Linked DNA regions of Drosophila melanogaster: all the other regions are linked to region 3. The links are chromatin contacts, called in public Hi-C maps. All regions are on one chromosome and are shown on one strand. The core of a region is the stretch at or near the end of the contact, and the rest is flanking DNA. Distances in the headings are between cores, read along the strand shown.

Region 1 (3,605 bases), core at 88-2,587, 85 kb before region 3:
TTGTTGTTGCTGGATCCTCCAGTTAGGCTGCTCAATGCAGATCCCGCGCCCAGATGCTGCTGCTGCCCGTGCTGCTGCTGTTGCGTGTGCTGCTGGTGGCTGACCGGCGATGTCATGTGATGGCTTCCGATGCTGCTCTGGGTGGGACTCAATTCGCTGGAGCTGTGCAGCGGGGAGCTCTGCTGCTGCTGCTGTTGCTGCTGCTGCTGCCCCACCTGGCTGCCATTGAGGGTGTTCGCCATCGAGGACTGCAGCGAGCTCAGCGGATTGGGACTCTGGCTGGCCGCGATATGGGCGCTCATGTGGTGATGATGGTGGTTGTGATGGCTCAGCTGCGAGTGGGTCAGGTGCGACTGGCCCAGGTTCATAAGGGGAGCTAGGGCGGAGTACGGCGATGCCGCATGTCCGTGCAACGCGGCACTTGTGTGATGCGGCGGCATGGTGGCATGCAGCAGGCTGCCTTTCATATCCGATTCCATGGTCAGCATCTTGCGGGGATTACTTCCAGTTTTCGGTGCGATAAAGCTGATTTGACTCAAAGTTGGTTCTCCGTGGATACTCGCCTCTAAGATGCAGTTACTCTTTAGCTTTAGTTTACTCTTTGCTTAGTTAGACATTTTGAACATTTTTTGGGAAACCATGTTGCACTTGTGATTTTTGAGATTTTGATTTTCGCTGCAGTTTTTATTTCGTAGTTTTTCGTATCTTTACGCGTATCAAAAATGTGGCGCTCGGCTATCTTTGGATTTGTAGCTAAACAGCTTGAATTGCGTTTTTTCCACAGTCACAAATATCAGATATACATATATGTTGTTTGCTAGCAAACAAACAAGAGGCGGCGTAAAACACTTGAAAATTGTTGCTAAAACCCGACGCGAAATTGCCTCAGAATATTGTTGTTGTTTGTATTAGATTTTGTTGTAAATATATTTGGTTTGGTTTGGTTGTTGTTTTTTTTTTTCGTATGCGAGAAGCGGGAACACCGAAAAAATACCTCCACACTGGGCGGAATTGAGCACCTTTCTGTTTCTCCGGACGACGGCGAAACCTGTTCGAGGTGCGTTCTACGCTGCTTTTTCCCTGGCTGTATGATGACTTTTTTTTCTTTCTTTCGTATCACCGCTTTTTGGCTAGCTGATGACGAGGCACGAACCAGAACCACCGATGCGATGCGATGCGAAACGATACGGATACGATACGACACGAAACCGAATTCGAGACAGCGAACAACCGAGTTGATGTTGCTGCGTGATGTTGCTGCTGATGGCGTGCTGCGACTGCCGTGCGGTACGTTGCGTGCGCGTGTGCTGACGACGGCGAATGCGAGAGTCGAATGAGAGACCGTCTGCCGCTGGCCGCTCGAGGAGGCGGTAAATGCGGTGCGGTCCGCCAGACAGGGTGGCTGGAAAAACTGGTCTTGAGTCGCGAGTAGCTGTGTGTGCGTCGCTGCTGTCCAAGTGTGCGTCGGCATTTCCATTGCCCGTCGCCTGTGCGGGAGCGAGATGAATATACGAGTGGCTGGCCTGCTAATAAATCAAATAAACTCGCTGCTGTGCATGTGTGCATCTGTGTGCGGTGAGCGCTGGCTGGGTTGGATTTTGCGCACACTGCTCCGCCAATCAGAGGACGGTGAGAGCGGTACGAATGTATCTTTATCTCGTTCCGTCACTATATCGATCCGCGTTGCGCTCAACGCTGCCATAAAAATGTCGTCTCTGCGTTTATGGCAAGCGCTGTTGCCGCTTTTCCGCTGCCGAAAGAGACTCTGAAGGAATTTCTCGTATAAATTTCGAGCTTTAAACATGGCCGAAACGCTATGGACGGGGGGAGCTGGAGCGGGCCATGGGTACTCTCAACCCAGTCCAGGGATCCAGGGACCCAGGGGCCTTAGTGTTTGCGGCGTTTTCGCCGTTAGAGCGCGTCTCACGCGCATAGTTTTTCCTGGTTTCCTTTTTTATTTTTTTTTTTGGCCCTGCTATATGTACATACAAAAAGATATATAATATAGATATATATATATATATATGTATGTATAGTCACTCTGCGTCTTACGCTGCGCTTCTTATTAACCTAATGGGTTTGCCAAGGTAGCTCACGAATAATTGTGTAGGCAGGCAGTCGGCAGATGGAAAAATTTATTAAGCAAGTGCAGCTGCAAATGTATCCTGCTCTCGCGGTAGTCGGCAGTTGTATCTCAGAACTTTGATGCGGTTTGGCTTACACGTATCACGTATCCGCCACATGAGCCAGCCCGTCCTACGGCATTGTCTTAGGGCACCATCTGCCCCACCACGACACCCCCCTTTAATTTACCACCCCGCGATGAATGCGTTTTTCCTCAGCTGACTCTGGTATTCCGTTTTTTGGGTTGCCCATGAGTAAATGTTGGGCTCTTTTTTTTTGTGCGACTTTTAGCAGTGCAAAGTGATTGGATTGCAGTTCTCAGCTGGTGAGAACTACTCACCAACTTGCAGTGCAGGTGGAAGTCGATTAATTGAAGATTTTTTGCACACTCGAAGAGCAAAACCAAGATTTATGGGCTTTTCTAAAAGTTATATTAATTATAAATTGTGTGTTAAATAAAAAAAATACCATTGTGGCTAAAATAAAACATACTTTTGCATCCGTAAACTACGAATAATATAGAAGACCATTTTTGTTCTTGAATAAATAAAATACAAATTATATGAAAAACTGCATTTCCTCGATAAATAATATATATACATTTTCTCCCTTTAAAGCACAATCAAAATTTCTTTTGTACAACTCCTTAAGCATCGTCTCCAAATTTCCTGCAAAGTCATCAAACACTTGAATCGAGCTACTAACCCATTAAAAATGTATAATGCAAACAAAGCCGATATGTGGGCTCGTCGGCTTAATGAATTTATGGCCAATTGCTAAACATTTGACAATGGAGCGAAAACACTGGGGCAAGCGGGCACAATAATAAAGGCAAGACCGGCAAACAATGCAAAACCTGCCCCAGTAACTGACCTACAACAACGCAACATCATAACATCAAAAACAACAAGAACGCAAATCTTAACCGCAAAAAGTTGGCCAAAGAAAAGGAATAAGTCAAAGTCGTTGTTGATTCTATGGGGGCTATTGTGTAATTTCAAATACAAAATGCAGAAAAAGAAATACAATTCTGTTCGGTTCATTATCAATGTACTTGGCCTGCCTGTTTGTTTTGTTATTGTATGAGTACGAGTACAAGTACGAGGCATTGATTCTTTTGATGGGAAGACTGTTGCTCCGCAAAAAGTATTTTGCTGAAAATGGGAAAACAAGCCAAAACCCGAAAAACCAAACAGAACCAGACTTATACTCAGACTCATACTCGGATTGCGATTCTGATTCTGACTCCGATTCTGATTCGGATCCAGAATGAGCGACGAGTAGACACTCAGACGGCTTTGTTGCTGCTATTTGTGTTTTGTATTTTGTGTTTTATGTTTTATGTTTGACGATTGAGCGTGCTGGGCGCGTGTGAATGAAAAGGAAGCTCACTCACAAACACTCACAAGCAGGCGGGCCATGGACCATACAAAAAACAAAGTCAAGGTCATTGTAAAGAGTTTTAATTGTTCACACACAAA
Region 2 (3,582 bases), core at 531-3,030, 130 kb after region 3:
AGAGCTTGTTGAGACTCAAATAAGAGGATTGCGACGTAAGTAAAACATTTTTTATACCTAAGAACTCAACGTAATAGTTCTTTGTAGAAATAAATTTATCTATGATCTATGACGTCATTCAGTACTTTCATCCAATTCACAGTACGTTCTAATACGAGTAAGTAAGTAGTCATTCTGATAAATGTATATAATTTTATCAAGATATCAGGCTGATTTCCACCCCCTAATTTATTGGGGTTGCAGTTGCCGGGACTCTGACGACACTAATCAGAATTAGTTCCTGCTATATCCGTCCGGCAGACAGTTTGCCCCCAACTGCTTAGTCGTACTTTGTGTCTACAATTTATTTCAGTCGTTTTAATTGATTCTGTCGCTTTCCTCGCTCGGGGGTTCCATGGTTTGCTCCATGGGCTGCCAAAGACGCAGAATGCAGCCGGCGCATCTTGTTATTTGTAGCAATTAATATCCAATATCTGGGTGCTGGCATCATTAGTTTATTTTCCTTTCGCTGCCAACTTTATTTTTATTCCCTTTCCAACAAATATATGTATATATATATATATATCTTTTTTTGTTATTCTTTTCTATCTGTCCGATACGTTTCACTTGGCGCTACAAAGAAAGCTACTAATATCAATGGGAAAACTACAACAAAGGCGCAGGCCAACTTCAGTACTGTTATTAAGAAGCGAAGTGAAAATACACTGGGAAAATCTCTTACTATCATTTAGTTTAATGGAAAACGATGTCACTAATGTTTAATAACTCCAAGTCATTATCAATATTTACAGGATAAGAAATAACTCATTCATTATTTTATGTTTCTTTAGATTTTAAATTTGAATTGCATTTTTTGCAGCAGTGTACAGGATGACCAGGGTTGACTGGCTTCTGCTCAGCTTCTTCCTGATGATGCTGCATTTGACAGACCATTTATCATCCCACTAATTGTGTATCATTAAAAAAAAAAGAGGCAAGTCCGCGCACAGATCCGACACTGGCGTCGATGTTAACCCAAAGGATCCGGGATAGGAGCGGGAAATACAAAATAAAAACAGCTCCGTTTTCATCCGCAGGACGAAGCCACAGCCGGCGGTATCGATGTTCGCTGACAATAGCAGACTGTGACAAGCAGCCGGGCTTGGCTCGAATGCCGGCGACATTAACAGGGGGCACTGGCTACAACAAACAGCCATGACAGTGATAGAAATCTGTGGCAAGCGGATTAAACGTGTTCACAGTCCGCCGGCAGGAGGCAAATGGAAGGAGGTGTCTTTGTAGAAGTCAGTCATCATTATTGCCACTTTGCCACCCACCGAATGGAGCGCAAGCACAATGGGTACGAAAAAGTCGATAGGGGGCACAACTAATGATTCTCAAAGAAATACATATATCAGATAACCCAAGATTGAAAACTTTTCATAAATGATTGGTTTTCGAAAACCCTATAGGATCCCCTTTCATTTTTAGGATTGCTGACTCCGTAACGTGCTCAAATAAGCTCCTTCTACTCTTAGAATTTCATTTAATATGATGTGGTATGTGTTATGCGTTCTAGATCAGAAATCAATAACTTAGAGCGTGCCAGCTTTTTTCTATCCGATTTTACTTTAGCAAAACAAAAGTATATAGTCATATAAAGGTCTGATCCCAGAATTTAACCCTTTTCACAAGTAATCCCCACTGTTCAAGAACGCGGACAACAATGGAGCCGGATGTGTGTCGATGGTGGTGGAAGCCAGACTAATGAGAAACGTGCGCCATGAGTTGCGATAAATGGTTAAGTCAGCGGAATCGCTGATAGTAAGCCATCTATTGCAGGTTCTGCCCCGCGGTAGACCCTCGCAACGCACAAATACATAATAATCATAAAAATTCAAAGCTTCATCGCCTCCCACCCCCCCAACTCACTAAATGGCATCGATGATGGATTACGACGTCAACTCGTTGGGTATGGTACTGAAATTGAGCCCGAGGTCTGATGAAAATGTTAATGTCGTTGCGAATCGCTTTGTTAATCCATCCATCCTACCATCCCATCCAGGACGAGTTGCTTGATTTTCCGATTCCCCAGCCTCGGTCCATTCCCATGGTAAGGTCGGAAAACAATTATGACCAGGCTTTGTGCAGGATCTCCCCGAACTGGTGGCCAAGTTAGTTTGGTGTCCAGGACTGGGCGAAAGTTGTCACGTAATACACACTAATTAATATTGATATTTTCTGATAATGAGCCTTCGATGGCGTGGCCATTGCAGTTTCTGCTTAGTCAATGGCATTTTGATAGGCCGGAATCGATATTCTGCCCTGGGGATAGCTTGCTTCTAATTAGAGAGAAATGCTAATTGAAATAGTAGAGTTGGAAATTCGCTTAAGTGTGTGGAGGAATTTTAAGAGTAAACCCCATCGATTGCTAAGTATGTCAGCGAACTCTCTGCATTGCTAACTGGCTGACTTTCCCATTAGCACATTTTGTGTATCTGAGATTTTGTTCAAACTTAAGCTCACGCATCAAACATAAATTTGTTTATGACTCATATAAAAGCAGCATAGCATCATTAGTTGTAGTTCGCAAGTCGAAAACTACAATAATCTCTGCACTCCCGTAATTAGTTATGTCTGACAGCAAATCTCGATTGCCACACCCACCCATTGTCATTAAAAAGCCCAACACGTATCTTGTTCGACATTTGATAGAACAAACAATACAAAACGAAGCAGGCAAAAGAAAAGGAAAACTCGTTTCGACCTTAACGGGGTCGTAAAGGAGCCAGGAGTTGCTGGTTGGTTGGTTGGTTTCGGTTAGTATGCCAAATGCATTCAACGCGGCAGGTCCTGCAGATCACACTTAATGGTTATGCCCATGTCTACAGCAGCCTCGTAAAAGTGAGAGGGACAAAAGCAATGAAAAGCGCCTATACTGAATGAAAAACGCATAACAAATTGCAAATTAAAAGCTTTAAGGTCACATTCCAAACATCACAAGAGCTTATGTCCTTAGAAACGGTAAGGTTAGCCTATAGATAGATAGATATAGATATATATATTTAGATATATTCATTTTTCATTTCACTTAATTTTTGTTCAGTGTACCTCTTGACATCCTGTTCTCTTCTGGCTACTGATAAGGACGAGTGGGTAGGGCAACAAAAATATTTAATGAAATCAGCAGTGGCACAACAGCGTGGAGATGGAAGCATAACAAAATGCAATTGTTGCATTATTAATTTATATTATGCGCAATTGTTGCAAACTGTGGGCAGAAGGTCCTCGCACACAGATGCACACACACACACACACACATGACCGCCGTTCATGCGGAAAATCGCGGCAAGGACGACGAGGGGGAGTAATCGGGGTAGGAAACAGACACAGGCCGCAAGATAAGCATGTAAAGGTTGCTCGACTGAAACCGTAAAAGAAGCACAAACATAACAAAAAAATATATATATATACTGCAAAGGATAACGACGGCAGGAGGAAGTAGAGCCAACCAATTTGCTACCGCTCTCGCTGCCTTTGTTTCTCGCCCGGAAAGGTGAAGGAAAATGTGGTAATAAAAACAACAATTGAACACAGTTATGA
Region 3 (3,682 bases), core at 1,180-3,679:
CGCACAGTTCCAGTTTCACTTTTTTACCCACGACCGCCTTACACTCGAAGAAGTCTTTAACTTAGAATCAAAGAGCAGGTGAAAAAAAAATTATTTAAAAAATATATATGTATATATTTTTTTTATATAAGCAACAATGTTAAATAATGTATTGTAGATATTGTAATAAAATATTATTTTTCGTATCAATTTGTAAAGTTTTCTATTTAAGATTTCGAGTTTTTCCTAGTAATATGTGGTATTAATCTTGGATATTGACAGGCACAATATATTCTGATAAAAATACTTTTTAAAACATAATTTTTTGAAGTGTAGTATCAATTGATATCGCCCTTTTTTGGAAAAGAAGAGTGCACCGTGCTCTGACCACGTCCCAGCTCCATTGTTTAGCCATTTGACAAGTGTTTTGACAATATTTATTTGAGTTGCTACAAGCCACGGCAACGGCCACGCCCACAGTCCCGCCCCCTGCGGCATACCACCCCCGCCTCCCTCTTCGCACACTAGAACCACTGCCGCTGGGTAATTTGATTTCCTCGACGCTGCCATCATCTGCATCCTTGACGTCGGACACGTTTCTGCCTAATGGAGTTGCTCGAGTGGCGTGAATTTCAATTAAATTAAATCAAAATGTTGCATTTTTTATTAAGCCCATTAGCGGCACACACGGAAAACCCGCCCCCTCAGAGGACCGCCCGCTGGCCCCTAGTTGGTTAAATTAAGTTAAGATACCACCTCGTCAGTGCGAAAAGAACTTGTATCTTAATGTGCATAATGAAGTGCCAGACTTGACTTGCCATCCAGGAACACCTGGATGTGCCAATATAAATCCGGTGACTGCACTGATCCTACTGCTGCGAGGAAAAGCTATCGGGAAAATCCCAGTTTAGATGAAAATGGGGCCATTCAATAACTGAATTGCTATTTTTGCTAGCAAAATGATTTTAAGGGATTTACTTATTCAATTCATAATTATTTATAAATAGCGAATTCTTAATTTATAGTTTTATATATACACACCTTTTAAATGATTTATGTAAGTTTCTTATTAATAGATATTTATTTACAAGAAAATGTTAAGGAAAAGGCTGCTGTTTTTCCGACTGTTTCTGCGAAAAGCCAAATATCAGTGCACAAGAAGAGTTGGTGGGCGAAGAAAAGTGGAAGTGGAGTTTCCTATTGTTGCACATGCATTAAGAGTAATGCTGCAGTGCTCGGAAAATGCTGGAAAGAGGGTGAAAATGCTACTTTGAGTGGCAATAAACAATGCATAATGAGTTGAGAGTCGCGTTATTATTGTTGCAGCCCGTGGCTGAGACTGTTCATTACTCAAACAGGTAATTTAAATTAAGCCAAAACAATACGCCAAGGTGGCATTTAAAGTAGGTGCAAAACGCATTTCGCCATTAGGAAATTGCCAATTAAGAAGCAAACACTTCTGGGTCCATTCATTACTGCAACACTTGCAGGCAAATCATTTAATTGTCTTTTAAAAATATACTTAAATCAGCAGAGGCGGCAAAGTATTACAAGTCTTCATGCACTTTCTCAGATATGACTAGCCACAAGCACTTAATTCTTGATATCACTTGGAAGTGGCACTTCCAAATCAAAATTATATACATTTAGTAAATAAGAACTATTCGAAAAGACATTTTTCATTTAAAAAGGGAACATTAAGATTTTACTAATTTTTCTATTATCTTAAAGAAAAAATTTTCTAATTTCCACATTCCGTATTTTGTTAATACAACATTTCATTAATAATAATGCAGATATACCCACGATGTCAGGATTTTAAAATAATCTTGAATAATTTGCAAAAGTTAGATCAGAGCAAATATAACATAGATTTAAATTTGTGATACTGTTACCTAACAGAATTTTACAATGTTATTGAAATGTTAATTTTAACACAAAAAAGTGCTCTTCTGCTAATTTTTACATGCACCCAAGACAACAACCATCGAATACAACTGAGTATACGTTCGTTAAAATTTTGGTGGCAACGCTTGTATTCCTAATCTATTAAGATGGCAAGGCTCGTTATCTGAAGAATTTACATTGGCAGCATCAAACATCATTAACTTTGAACTGTTATACAATGGTGCCAATGTAACTTTTTCTCGACAAATGAATTTTGTACTTATTTACCCAAGTGTATATGGAAACAATCAGGTACCGAAAATGTGAACTCTTACAATATATTTTACCTCTTTTTCATCTTAAGTTGTTTTTTTATAAAAGATATCAGCACTGCTGCAAAGACAGCATGCTTTAATATATAATATATATTAATTAAATAAGTTTCACAGTTTTTACGTGGTGTTAACCAACTTACAAAATTCACTCACAAATGTTAACATTCTGTACAAGCATTAGTGTTACCAAATACTCGATAGTATTTTCGCCGTTCCACCAGCTGGTCACACCAGAGACGAATTTAGAAATCTAAAGAGAACCCAACAGTTTCCTAATGCAAATACAATAAACTAATTGTTTAAAATGTGACAACAGTGAACCAAATGCTTGCTGAGTAATAAACCAAAGGATGTTTTGTTTTTTTCTAAAACGTGCCAAGTGAATCGGCTCCACGCAAATGAGAGTGCGGTCTGAAAACAATGGAGCTGCCGTAAAGAATTGATTAAACAAAATAGTCGAGAAGAGAGCGCAAAATGCACAAAATGGTTAAATTATTCCTCAGGTAATTTCAGTCCCAACAAAAACAGCATGTGCCAGATTGCTTTCGTGCTCTTATTGCTGTTGTTGTAGTTCTAGACTCTCTCTTTGCGCTTTAATATTATGAATGACGTAAGCGCGCCTCTTTGGTAGCAATACAAAAGCAATAACAACAATTTGGTTTTGTTGCTTTTGTAAACAAGGAAAATAACAGAATGGTTTTGTACCGCTCGCGTGTGTGTGTGCATAGGTGAGTGGGGAGCTCACTCACCTATGCACACACACACACAAACGCAGGTAAAAGTGGCGTCGTTGGATTTTTACTTGGAAAACGTGTTCGAACTATAAAGAGAAATAGTAAGAGAGAGCTGAGCAGTCTAGCGCTCTTTGCAATGTTATTTCTTTTTTTGGTCAATGACCTAAGCTTTTTCGTCCGTTAGTTGAATTCGTTTCTTTCGCCAATTTCCGTGCTTTTGTGTGCGAGTTAAAAAACTTGGTCTATTTTCACAAAAATCATTGTTTACACTTTGTTGATGTGTAGGTAATTTTCCCAGGCTTTCTTAGCCTCATTTTTCAAGAAAAGGAGTAAACACTAAGTTGGAGGCCAAAGTTGTGAATGGTAAAAAAAAAACGTAATTTTTAAAGAAATTTAAAAAAAAAACTGCCAGCAGTAAACAACGTACAAATCAAAAGAGAATAATTGAGAATACTATAATTAATAGTGTTGTATACATGAAATGTTCAAGAACTTTATTTCCCGAACACATAAAGCATGAAATGAGTCTTCATAGTGTTTCCTTATATCTCTGAAAACAAATAGTATATCACTCGATCATCCAATTGCCTTGCTGTTGTGACATCTTGACAGTAATTAAGTTTATGCACTCAATTGTCACAAAGCCGGAAACAAAAGTGCACAAAGATGTAACATGTTGGTACATTTTTTGCAATGACAACAGCACGCAAATTAGTAAACATTACCGGCCAAATAACAATGCACTGT

What was found. A called contact is a pair of places that touch in the nucleus more often than the background predicts.
Region 1: a contact with region 3 is called in a Hi-C map of the Kc167 cell line, with 1.9 times the contacts expected there. A contact is called at or near these places in 29 of 107 Hi-C or Micro-C datasets (the Clone 8 cell line, the Kc167 cell line, the PNm cell line and 15 more) and 1 of 7 datasets of targeted methods (the Kc167 cell line).
Region 2: a Hi-C map of the Kc167 cell line shows a contact between it and region 3, with 2.6 times the contacts expected there. A contact is called at or near these places in 6 of 107 Hi-C or Micro-C datasets (the Clone 8 cell line, the Kc167 cell line, the S2 cell line and 1 more) and 1 of 7 datasets of targeted methods (the Kc167 cell line).

Annotation. Positions count from the first base shown.
Region 1 is chr2L:8,823,377-8,826,981 of dm6, reverse strand. SoxN (SoxNeuro) reads right to left here and starts at 1,337. Exons shown (of 1, transcript NM_079996.3): 1 at 1-1,337. The coding sequence starts at 488.
Region 2 is chr2L:8,612,364-8,615,945 of dm6, reverse strand. The region is part of intron 3 of Sema1a (Semaphorin 1a); the gene reads right to left. Among named protein-coding and RNA genes, the nearest start is that of tRNA:Asp-GTC-1-6, 5.9 kb to the left of the region's middle.
Region 3 is chr2L:8,739,407-8,743,088 of dm6, reverse strand. raw (raw,) reads left to right here and starts at 2,429. Exons shown (of 9, transcript NM_080050.3): 1 at 2,429-2,704. The coding sequence starts at 2,676.